Regions from separate parts of the Mus musculus genome. Here region 2 is linked to region 1. Evidence: chromatin contacts called from public HiChIP or PLAC-seq data. All regions are on one chromosome and are shown on one strand. Each heading gives the region's core, a stretch centred on a gene start, on an enhancer-like site or on the middle of the called end of the contact. The rest is flanking DNA. Distances are from core to core; before and after follow the strand shown.

Region 1 (4,982 bases), core at 1,412-3,911:
AAGGCTGATGGTAAACAGTGCAACACCAGATGGGAACGTCAATCTGAAACAGATAACGTTTGTGCAAACTATAGAATGTCCAAGTAGAGATGTCTACAGGCACTGGCTTATCCTGGCTGGAAGCCCAGGAGACATGCCTTGACAAGGGACACAGATCTGCACATCATGCGTGTATGGCACCACAGCTGGGGAGGGGATCAGAGTGACCAGTGGGAGTAGTTCCGGACAGTAACTCCCCGTGCCCTCTGGCCCCGTTCGGGACACCCAGGGGCCTGTTCACTGTGGCAGGATACAGTCAGGATATAGTTCCCTTCTACCACCAACTATGCCTCAGAGCTACACGTCAAAAAGCTTCCCAGAATTCCCTCCTCATTCTGGTCTCACGGCTGGGCTTGGCCCAACACCTGATGAAGCAGGAATAAAGAGAAGCGTCCTCCCTGTCAGCTCAGGAGAGTCCTCCACACCAAGAGCCTAGCTCATGATGAACCAGTGATAGGACATCTGAGAAGGAAGGCAGTTACGACAGTCTGTGGGCCTCTCTGCTGTATCTCCCCTAGGCTCCCAAGGAGTGAGGTGGTGTTTAAATCATAATGAAGTCCAATTGGATCCTTGGTTGTATTGGTCTCCACCCCCTAAGGCCAGGAAATCTCATAACAACTAGCAGTAAGCAGTAAGCAAGGGGGAAAAAGCCAATTTAAAGAACAAACAATCAAAAGCAGAGGAATGAATTATCAGATGAGTCAAAAGAGAAAAGTCAGAGACCAGCAGCCAGAATCTAGAACACCAGAGAGAAAGAAGCGATCCGCGCCAGACAGCTGGCTTTACTGGCCCAGTGCTCCTGGTGAGTTTGAAGAACAGGATCACAGAAAGAAGGGATAAAAGCACTGTGGGTACAAGAGTATGTGGGAACCAGGGAAAATTAATCACTACCCAGCAGCCTCAGCAGGAAGAAGAGAAGTCATGGGCTCAAGAGAACATTAGATCTAGAGTAGAAATACAAGAGATGGGCAAAAACTGAGGTCATAAAAAGTCAGATGACAGAGATCAGGAAAAGGGGGACATAAACAAGAAATGGGGGGCTGAAGGGGGATGTATATGAACTCAAGGAGAGAGCCCAGAGAAGTACGGGTTGGATGAAAGGGAGGAGACTAAGATGTCAATGGGGAATGAGCAGTGAGCCTACACATCAGCCCTGGACAGAAAGCACTGAGAGGCTCAGGGATGGAAGCAGGTCCACCAGCAGATGGACATTCCTCTGGGAGTGAGCTGCGCACGCAGGGAGTTTCCTGAGCTACGACCTCAATTCTCTACTACACTGGGGGGAGTTCCTGGCTAATATCTGAATCAAGACATTGGGGTAGGGGTTGACGCATGGGAGACTGGCACCGAATGGAAACCCAAAAGATCAGCACCAACAGCAACAGTGAGTCGCATCTAAGCAGTCTGACCTGTCCAGACAGCGGGGAGACAGAAGCAAATGGAGGTGTGTTACCTGGAAGTTCCCCTCTGGAAATCGTGTCCGGATCCAGTTTGTACGTGTCCTGAAGTCTCATCAGGGCTCTGGCAGCTCCAGACTCGTCCTCATCAGTGGGGAAGAATTGCCGCTGAACTGAGAGGTTAGCGACAAAACCTTCCAAATGACAGTGAGAACACAGGTCACTCTTGACCCAGCGGACAGTCACTACCTAGGTTTCTGGCTAATGAGATTTCCCTGTGCCTTCCCTCAAAGGCTGTCAGCAGGCTGGGGGCTCAGTGATGAAACACCTGTCTGGCACACATTCGGGGTGCGACACCAAAATAATAGTCGAAACAACAATAATAACTCACTCCCCTTCCTTGTGAAGTCCTATCTGGGGGCTCCTCTACAGAACTTTCTTAGCCCTCCCTGTGCTGTTCATTTGGAACCAAAAAGCCCTGCACACAACTTAGCACATAAGAGTTCAGTAGGCAGGGTATGAGCTTCCTAATACCCAAGGCCACAGCCCAGAGCCTAGACAGATTTGACCCCTGAAGCGGCCCCAGGTGGCTTTTTCCAGGGCCCTAAGCCCTGGTCCCAAGCCAGAGACACAGCTCCTGTTATTTTAGGGCTCTAAGTAGAAGCCAGGCCTTGCTATACTAATGATTCAGGCCTTTGAATTTGCCTAAGAACTGGGGACTGGGAGGGGCGCTCCAACACATTCTATCCCTGGCCCCTTTCCAAGAGTAGCAGCATCCCCTGCTATCCCCTCTCATCACACCAAGCCAGGGTGTCAAAGAGCTGCTACATCGTCTCCTTCACAGATATGTGGTCAGAAACTTGGAAGACTTTAGTATACAGGAAAAAAGAAAACCCCCTAGAAATAGCCACACGGTACTGTCAGGGTTCCCCCTTATCTCAGGGGCAAGCAGCCAACATCAGAGATGAAAATAAGCGATTGCTCTCGGGACGTGTAATCACCTTCCAGGTAATCACAGCATTTCCACATGGCAATGGAGGGAGTGGGGACGACAAGATCAGACGTCGGAGCGTGGAGATCTATTGTCTGCATCTGTGCGGGCTTCCTTGCCTACCTCTCCAGAAAGCAGGCAGAACAGCCTGTTCTGAGCTGTTCTGTGCAGCAGGCCCAGCCCAGGAAGGGAGGGTGAAGGGGGGTGGGGTCTGGGAAAGGCAGTGGCTTCTGGAGGCTGTGAGCTCACAGGCACAGCTCCAGCCGCTCTGAGCTCACCAATCCCTCCCCAGAGACTACCCAGCCCCCAGCCAACCCCAACCCAGGCGGGTCACGTGGCTGTAACCAGTCTCAGCCAGAGAGACAGCTAGTCTGAAGTTAATCAGCACTCAGCGAAGTGAAGAGGCCCGGCCCAGCCTGAGGCTGGGAAGCCCGTGGCCCACCTCCAGCCCACCCTTCCATTACCGATATCCTCTCCTCTGGGTAACAGGAACGTGTTCACTCGCAGAAGGTACTACCCCAGAAAAACAAATCTATGCTCTGCCCTGTAAATACCATTTCTAGGTCATTTAGCTTAGAAAAATAATCAGAGGCAGACCCAAAATGCATGTAAAAGAGGGCTGAAAAATTGGAAACAACTCCAGGTGCACTACGAGATGACCATACCGTCATTACAGTCACGGCACAGGCACACTTAAGCTGCATCTACAGAACCTGGGAAACGCAGGACTGAGCGCACGTTTGTGTCAATTCCACACAGACATGCGTTGTGCGTAAGAGACACATGTAGGACATATTCAGATGAAGCCTCTGTTACCCAGCTTGCCTCCGCCCACTTGGCTTATTTTTAATTCATTCATCCTTTAAAGCAAGTGAGTTTTAATCCTTTAGGCCATGCATAGCTCCAGTTTTTAATAACATGTTTGTACACATAAGCGGATTCTTTTGGTGTGTATGAACGTTTATAAACGTGTATGCGTACGTGTGTTTTCTTGTGGATGGGTGCATACGGATGCATGCGAATGTATATGGAAGCTCAAATTTGAAGTCACTTGTCTTCGTCAATCACCCTCTATTTATTTACTGAGGCAGGAGCGCCCACATGATCCCAGAGCTCATGGGTCAGCGAGTCTAGCTAGCCAGCTTGCCTGGGAAATCTCATCTCTGCCTCCTGAGGGCTGGGATGATGCCAGACTCACTTGCCTGGAGCTGGGATGATGCCAGACGCACTCGCCTGGCTCTACATGGCTTGTGGGTATGCAAACTTCAGTTCTCACACTTGGATGATAAGGGCTTCACCCACTGGGCCACCTCACCAGCCCAAGGTTAGAGTTTTTAAAAATGATTTTAAAGGTTTATTTTTTGTGTATGAATGAGAGTTCTGCCTGCATGTGTGTCTGCACCAGGGGTGAGAGGAAGAGGTCATATTACCGGGAACTGTAAATACAGATGGTTGTGAGCCAACATATAGGTTCTGGGAGCCAAATCTGGATCCTCGGCAAGAGCAACCAGCTCTCTTAACCACTGTGCAATCTCTCCATTCCCCGAGATTATAGTTTTAATGGTGCTTATCATGGAGTTATTGGATTAAACATCGTGATTTTATGTGATATTTTACGTACCTGAAGTCTGTTATAAAATATGTATTACTGAAGTATAATTAGAAAATGTTACTACTGGGAAACATGACAAAAGGACAGGAAGTGATTGTTACTATACTTTTAAAACAAAACAAGGACAGCTCCAGGCTGTTCACCGTCCCTCACCTGCCGAAGCATCCTGAAGGACAAGGTCCCCCAGTGCAGGCCAGTCTGTGTTCAACCGCTTCACCAGCTTGTAGGCATTCACAGGATGAGCCAGGTAGCCCTCGGGGTCGGCAGCTGATCTGCTGGTCAGGGCTTCCATCTTGCTGGCCCAGCTGCGGAACCAAAGGAAAAAGAGACTGCCACACCCACCCACACAGGGTGCTCATTTCCCTCGTGAGGTCCAGGGCTCTTTCATCAAGAGATGATAAAACATGAATATAGTAACTTCCTAGATACTTCTAGCCCTTAATCTAGGTAAGAGCTGGGAACTCTCATGTAAATTAAAAAGAAGGCATAAAAGACCGTAGCTTCCTAACCCCCCATACTCAGCATAAGTTAACTGTAGGTCAACTCCCCAGGTCACCTCTCAATGACTTCCTCTTACACCTTGGATGGGCTGGGGAAGAGGAGCAGCAGGGATGACTTAGTGTGGGGTCTTAGGACATTGGACACCTCTTAATCTTGGCGAGCTTGGCTTCCTCCACAAGGATGTACTCCTTCAGAGACTGTACCAGGTCCTTCTCTGCGTAAATCAGATCGGTCATGTGCCCTACAGGAGAGAAGCATGGGCCAGTGAGAAATGGATGAGGAATGGCTTATGGAAATTACCAGTACAGAAGTGAGTGCTCCTGCCCAGTATATGCCAGTAAACGAGGAATCACAGGGACTGGTAGTTAAAGGGGCCTATTCATTCACACGCCGTGACCCCCGACTTCAGGAAGATAGAAGCAATGTGTCAAGAAGATGCCTG
Region 2 (4,772 bases), core at 841-3,340, 820 kb before region 1:
GTAGACCAGGCTGGCCTCGAACTCAGAAATCCGCCTGCCTCTGCCTCCCGAGTGCTGCACGCCCAGCATTGAGTCCAGGTTTTACAGTTGCTAGCAGAGTGACTAGTCAAGTTGATGACCTTGCCAGACCCTGGTTTCCTTTCTTTAAAACAGGAATGCTACGAGGCTGCCATGAGAACACCGTAGGGAGTTAAGGCTCAGTGGGTAGAATGCTCACTAGTGTGCATGTATTCAGCTGCTCGGAGTAAACTGCACGGTGGCACATGCCTGTAACCCTGGAGTTGGGAGTTGGTAGCAAGAAGATAAGGAGTCCAATGTCATCCTTAGCTGCATACTGAGTTTGGGGCCAGCCTCTGAGCTGCGTGAAGCCAAGTTTGAGGTCAACATATGTTACATGAGCCTCTCTCAAAACCCGAAAGAAAGCACTTGGTTAACTGAAAATTCTTTCTAGATCCCTGAGGCAGAGAACCATGACCACCTTGGAGTTTTCCTAGTAACTAGGTCTGCAAAGGGGTCTCTGCCCAGGCTCTGGACTCCATTACCCAGGCCAGGCATTTCACGTGACTTCTTGTCTTAAAGGGACAGCCTCCCTTTTCTCTAAATCAAGAGGGAACTCAGTCAGAGGGCTTCCATCTTCCTGGGGGCTGGGTTCAGGCGTCTTCCCTTCTAGGTTTCTTTAGCCACAGTCTTGATTTTCCAGGACAGGATACAAAGGTCCAGGTACATCCTGCTACCAGCACTGCCGCCACCACCACCGCCACCGCCACCACGGGAAACTCCATGGAGAAGCCCGAGCCAGCCTCCAAATCTCCGTCCAATGTAAGTTGCATTTGGAGCTGTGACTGGTTACCTAAAGCTCTTCCCGCCACACATCAGTCTGGAGCGCTGGGATGGGACAGCTTGCCATTTTGAGGTGAAAGTCATGGTTCTCATGACCAGGAAGGTCCTGATCAAACAAGGAGTTTTCTCTCATTTCCTGAGCTATCTAACGTGACCATGCTCACTAACTGGGCACAGACACATACTTCCAAGATGCTCAGAAACCATGTGCTGCAGGCTCAATGGAGAAGTGTAGCCTGGCATCATAGGGCCAGATCCTTCAGATGGTCAGAAGGTGGGTCTTTTCCAAGCTGAGACCACAGATGGGGTCATGGTGGCTCTGACTGGTGGCCAGCTGGGCTGGTTTCTCCCATCTGTCCTACCCCATCCAGGACAGGGAAAGCAGGTCAGGAGGGTGTTTTTGGTTTGGGGGTTTTTTGGTGGGGTATGAAGGAAGAGGTATATGCGTGGAGTGTGTTCTGGTGAGGACAGAGGAGGGCATCAGGTCTCCTGCTCCTTGCTTTATCCCTTACATCTCTTCACTGAACCCAGAGCTTGCCATCTCCAGATAAGCCAGTACCCCAGGGATCCTCTTGTCTCTGTCCACTCCCGTGCTGAGCTGTGAGTTAGGGATGCCCAGCTGTGCTGTTTATATGGGTGCTGGGAAATCCCAAGTTAGGTCTTCCTGCTGGTGTAGCGAATGTTCCACCCACTGAGCCATCTCCCCAGCCCCAGTCACGCCACATTTAAGGGTCTCTTAGAGCCAGGTTCAGATGAACTCTGGGCTCCTCAGCTGATTGAACAGCCAGTGAAGTCTGCGCCTTGGTTGATGACACATTGCAGAGCGGCCTTAGTGTTCTCAGGTCAGTCCTCTCCTGGGATGACCTTTGGGTTGAGTTGGTGAGGCTGGTGCAGGGCCTCCCTTGGTGGTGGCTGTAGTAGCTGCTGCCAGCCAGGGTGACAAGAGGCACCTGAGCCCAGGAGATAGCTTGGTTGCTTTGGCAGGATCTGCCAGCTTGTGCAGAGTCTTGGCTTGTGTGTTGACTCTGTGAACTTGGTTTCCTCATCCGTTCCAACACACACACACACACACACACACACACACACACACACACACACACACACACACACAGAGAGAGAGAGAGAGAGAGAGAGAGAGAGAGCAAATAAATAATACTGTTTCAAGGTTGGCTCGACCCACACCCCTGTTTCACTGATAAATAATGGCCATGGAGGGGTATGACCTCAGATCACAAGGAGGGTGATGGCAGTCCTGTGGTTCTTGGGTGATCTCATGAATAGTGTGTGACTATTGCCTCTAGGAACTCTGCACTGTTTGCCCTTCTGTCTTCCTTGGGGGCAGGGTCCGTTTATCATGGGCAGCTACTAACTTCCTTCTACCTAGGGCGCCTCCTCGGACTTTGAAGTGGTCCCTACTGAGGAGCAGAATTCACCCGAAACTGGCAGCCACCCTACGAACATGATGGTGAGCAGACAGGCATCCCCGCCCCCACCTCCAGCACATCCTTTTCTTTCCTCTCTGTCTGTCACCTGCCCTTTCGTGACACGACACTCAGATCCCTTGGGTCCCCTGTAGTTACATGGGGGACACAGAGGGGCTATAGCATGGGGTGCTTCTTACTCTCATATGCAAATCCCCCGCTGGTGACTTCCCCAGCTTGGGGCACACAGGCACCCCACTGTTGTGAAAGCCTGGGCCACTTGCCAGCCCCACTGGCCTCTGGACCAATCACCTTTCTGTCAGTTACAGTGACTCAGCCTCTTGGGTCTGTAGGTGTGGAAAGGGTCGGCCTGGTGCTGATGGGAGGGGTGGGAGTGATTTACCCTTTTGTGCTTGTCCTTGGCTCCTCCCAGGGGCAGATGGCCCGGAGGTTACACTTTGTGTTCACAAGTGGGGTGCACGCGTTTCTCCAGCTTCGGAGGGGCTGCTCAAATCCACATTCCTACCTTGCAGTGTTTAACCTTAGTCCAGCCGTGCAGTCCTTCTGTTCTTTCTTAAAATGCCAGACTTGGAGAGCTGCTGTGAAAGATCTTCAAGATTTGTCAGAGACCTTAAAGTCCTGTCTTTTCCTCATCCCTCCCTCCTATTTAATGTTTGCTTTATTCTGTTCTGTTTTGCTTTGTTTTCGTGTGAGGCAAACCTCTTGCCTCTTCTCCTAAGTCCATACCATGAAGCATGCCCCACTATAGACCATTAAACTGTTGCTATGCCAGCTCTACTTGGCCTCCCCTTCACCTGCAAACACCACCCCATCTCACACCAGCATTTAACCTTCAGTGCTGAGAGGATCGCCCTGTCAGGATGCTCTGTGTTTTGTCTCCTGGGACCATATGCATCTCGTCCTGTTCTGTCCCTGAGGACTGAGACATGACTGAGAGCAGGCGAGGTTCCCTCGCTCAGAAAGGTTTCAGCGCGCAGTCATGGGCTGATAACTTACCTTTTCCATTAAAGTCTGTCTACGCCAGCTCAGGAGTACACCAACTCCTGCTGGAAGCTTGTAGGCTACTTGGAGAAACCTGAGCACTTGATACACCTCCAGAGATCAGCCCTGGCCACTCCTAGTCCTTTGTGGTAGGAAAGGGACGTGCAATTGGAGACTGATTCTGCTTTTTTTTTTAATTAGAATGTGATGCTGATAGGACACAGGCCGAGCATTCAGTTGCCCAGAGCTCACTAGCAGGTCCTAGAGCCCTGGGTTACAGTGAGAAAATCCCAGTTGTAGGCCTGGCTCTGCCACTCTGCCATGTACTGACTGGGCTGCTATGAGCAAGTTCTCTGTCAGGATACATCATTGTCTCAGCCTGAGGGAACCGTAGCTCCCTGTGGCTCTGCTCTCTGATTCCCTGAAGTATTGGGGTTTGGGAGGAATCTGCTGGGTGATTCCTTGCCTGAACTTGGGGGTTGTGGTTGGGGGTAGGAAGTGGGTGGGTGGGTGGGGGGAACTGCTGGGTGAGTCTGTGAACTATTTTAGAGGAGGGGATCCGGAGGTGATGAAGAGTGTGAACATTTGGGGTAGATCAGGATATATAGAAATGAGGTCCACAGAACCCTGGGGTCTTGCAGGGGGCCTTGGGCAGGAGAAGGTTGGGAGGCCTAGTTAACGCCTGTCTATGAGCCAGGATTGAAAGGTCCCACTGAGATCCTTAGGACTGCTGTGGGTATGACCAGGGCTGTGGCTTCAGTAGCAGTGTTCTAGAGGGAATGGAGAGAGCAGTACTGAACTACTCTGCCCAGGCTGTTCTCTCTTCGTTTACTAGGTTGGGGTTCTCTGCAGTATTAGAGCTGTGATTCTTAGAAACATGGTGTTTGGTCCTCTCCCAGGCACAGCCCCCTAAGGAGAGCCTCCCTGAGCTCAGGAAGCAGTGCATTACAGTTAGAGACACCCTCTCTGCCTTCCCTCCTGTCAGTTTTGCTGTGCAATGAAGGACGGAAGTGATATACATACACATACTGCTGAAGGATGCCCAGCCTGGGGGAGGGCGAACTGACTACTCTCGGGCACTCAGTAAGACTCAGCGTAGGAGGAAGATGGCCTTGGTGGTGTTAGGCCAGCCAGTGGCCTGGAAGTCCTAGGTCCTGCCCTGTGAGTCAGCTCCAGATAGGGAACCTGTGTAACTGGAAATTTTCCCTGGGCTGAACAGAGGCCACAGGGGAAACTGAGTCATGAAGAATGGGGAAGCAATAGAAGAATCGGCCGGCATTGCCGCCTTAGGCTTGGTGAAGATCATGCTCTTGCTCCCACAGGACCTGGGGCCCCCACCCCCAGAGGACAGCAACCTGAAGCTCCACCTGCAGCGCCTGGAGACCACCCTTAGCGTGTGTGCAGAGGAGCCAGACCACAGCCAGCTCTTCACCCACCTGGGCCGCATGGCCCTCGAGTTCAACAGGTTGGCCTCCAAAGTGCATAAAAATGAGCAGCGCACCTCCATCC

What was found. HiChIP or PLAC-seq counts read pairs in DNA pulled down with a chosen protein or histone mark.
Region 2: a contact with region 1 is called in an HNF4G HiChIP or PLAC-seq map of pancreatic cancer cells. The contact joins two enhancer-like sites. A contact is called at or near these places in 1 of 484 Hi-C or Micro-C datasets (cortical neurons) and 2 of 115 datasets of contacts at active chromatin or transcription factors (extraembryonic endoderm stem cells and pancreatic cancer cells).

The regions. Positions count from the first base shown.
Region 1 is chr11:54,110,785-54,115,766 of GRCm38.p6, reverse strand. It overlaps P4ha2 (procollagen-proline, 2-oxoglutarate 4-dioxygenase (proline 4-hydroxylase), alpha II polypeptide), which reads right to left. Exons shown (of 16, transcript NM_001136076.2): 4 at 4,685-4,781; 5 at 4,193-4,344; 6 at 1,493-1,630. Among named protein-coding and RNA genes, the nearest start is that of P4ha2, 12 kb to the right of the region's middle. Within about 2 kb of position 2,661, at least 172 of the 459 cell types and tissues checked have an H3K27ac peak or open chromatin away from gene starts, as enhancers often do. A contact at or near this core is called in pancreatic cancer cells, where this site is marked.
Region 2 is chr11:54,933,994-54,938,765 of GRCm38.p6, reverse strand. It overlaps Tnip1 (TNFAIP3 interacting protein 1), which reads left to right. Exons shown (of 19, transcript NM_001199275.2): 5 at 701-819; 6 at 2,225-2,305; 7 at 4,586-4,772. Among named protein-coding and RNA genes, the nearest start is that of Tnip1, 27 kb to the left of the region's middle. Within about 2 kb of position 2,090, at least 149 of the 459 cell types and tissues checked have an H3K27ac peak or open chromatin away from gene starts, as enhancers often do. A contact at or near this core is called in pancreatic cancer cells, where this site is marked.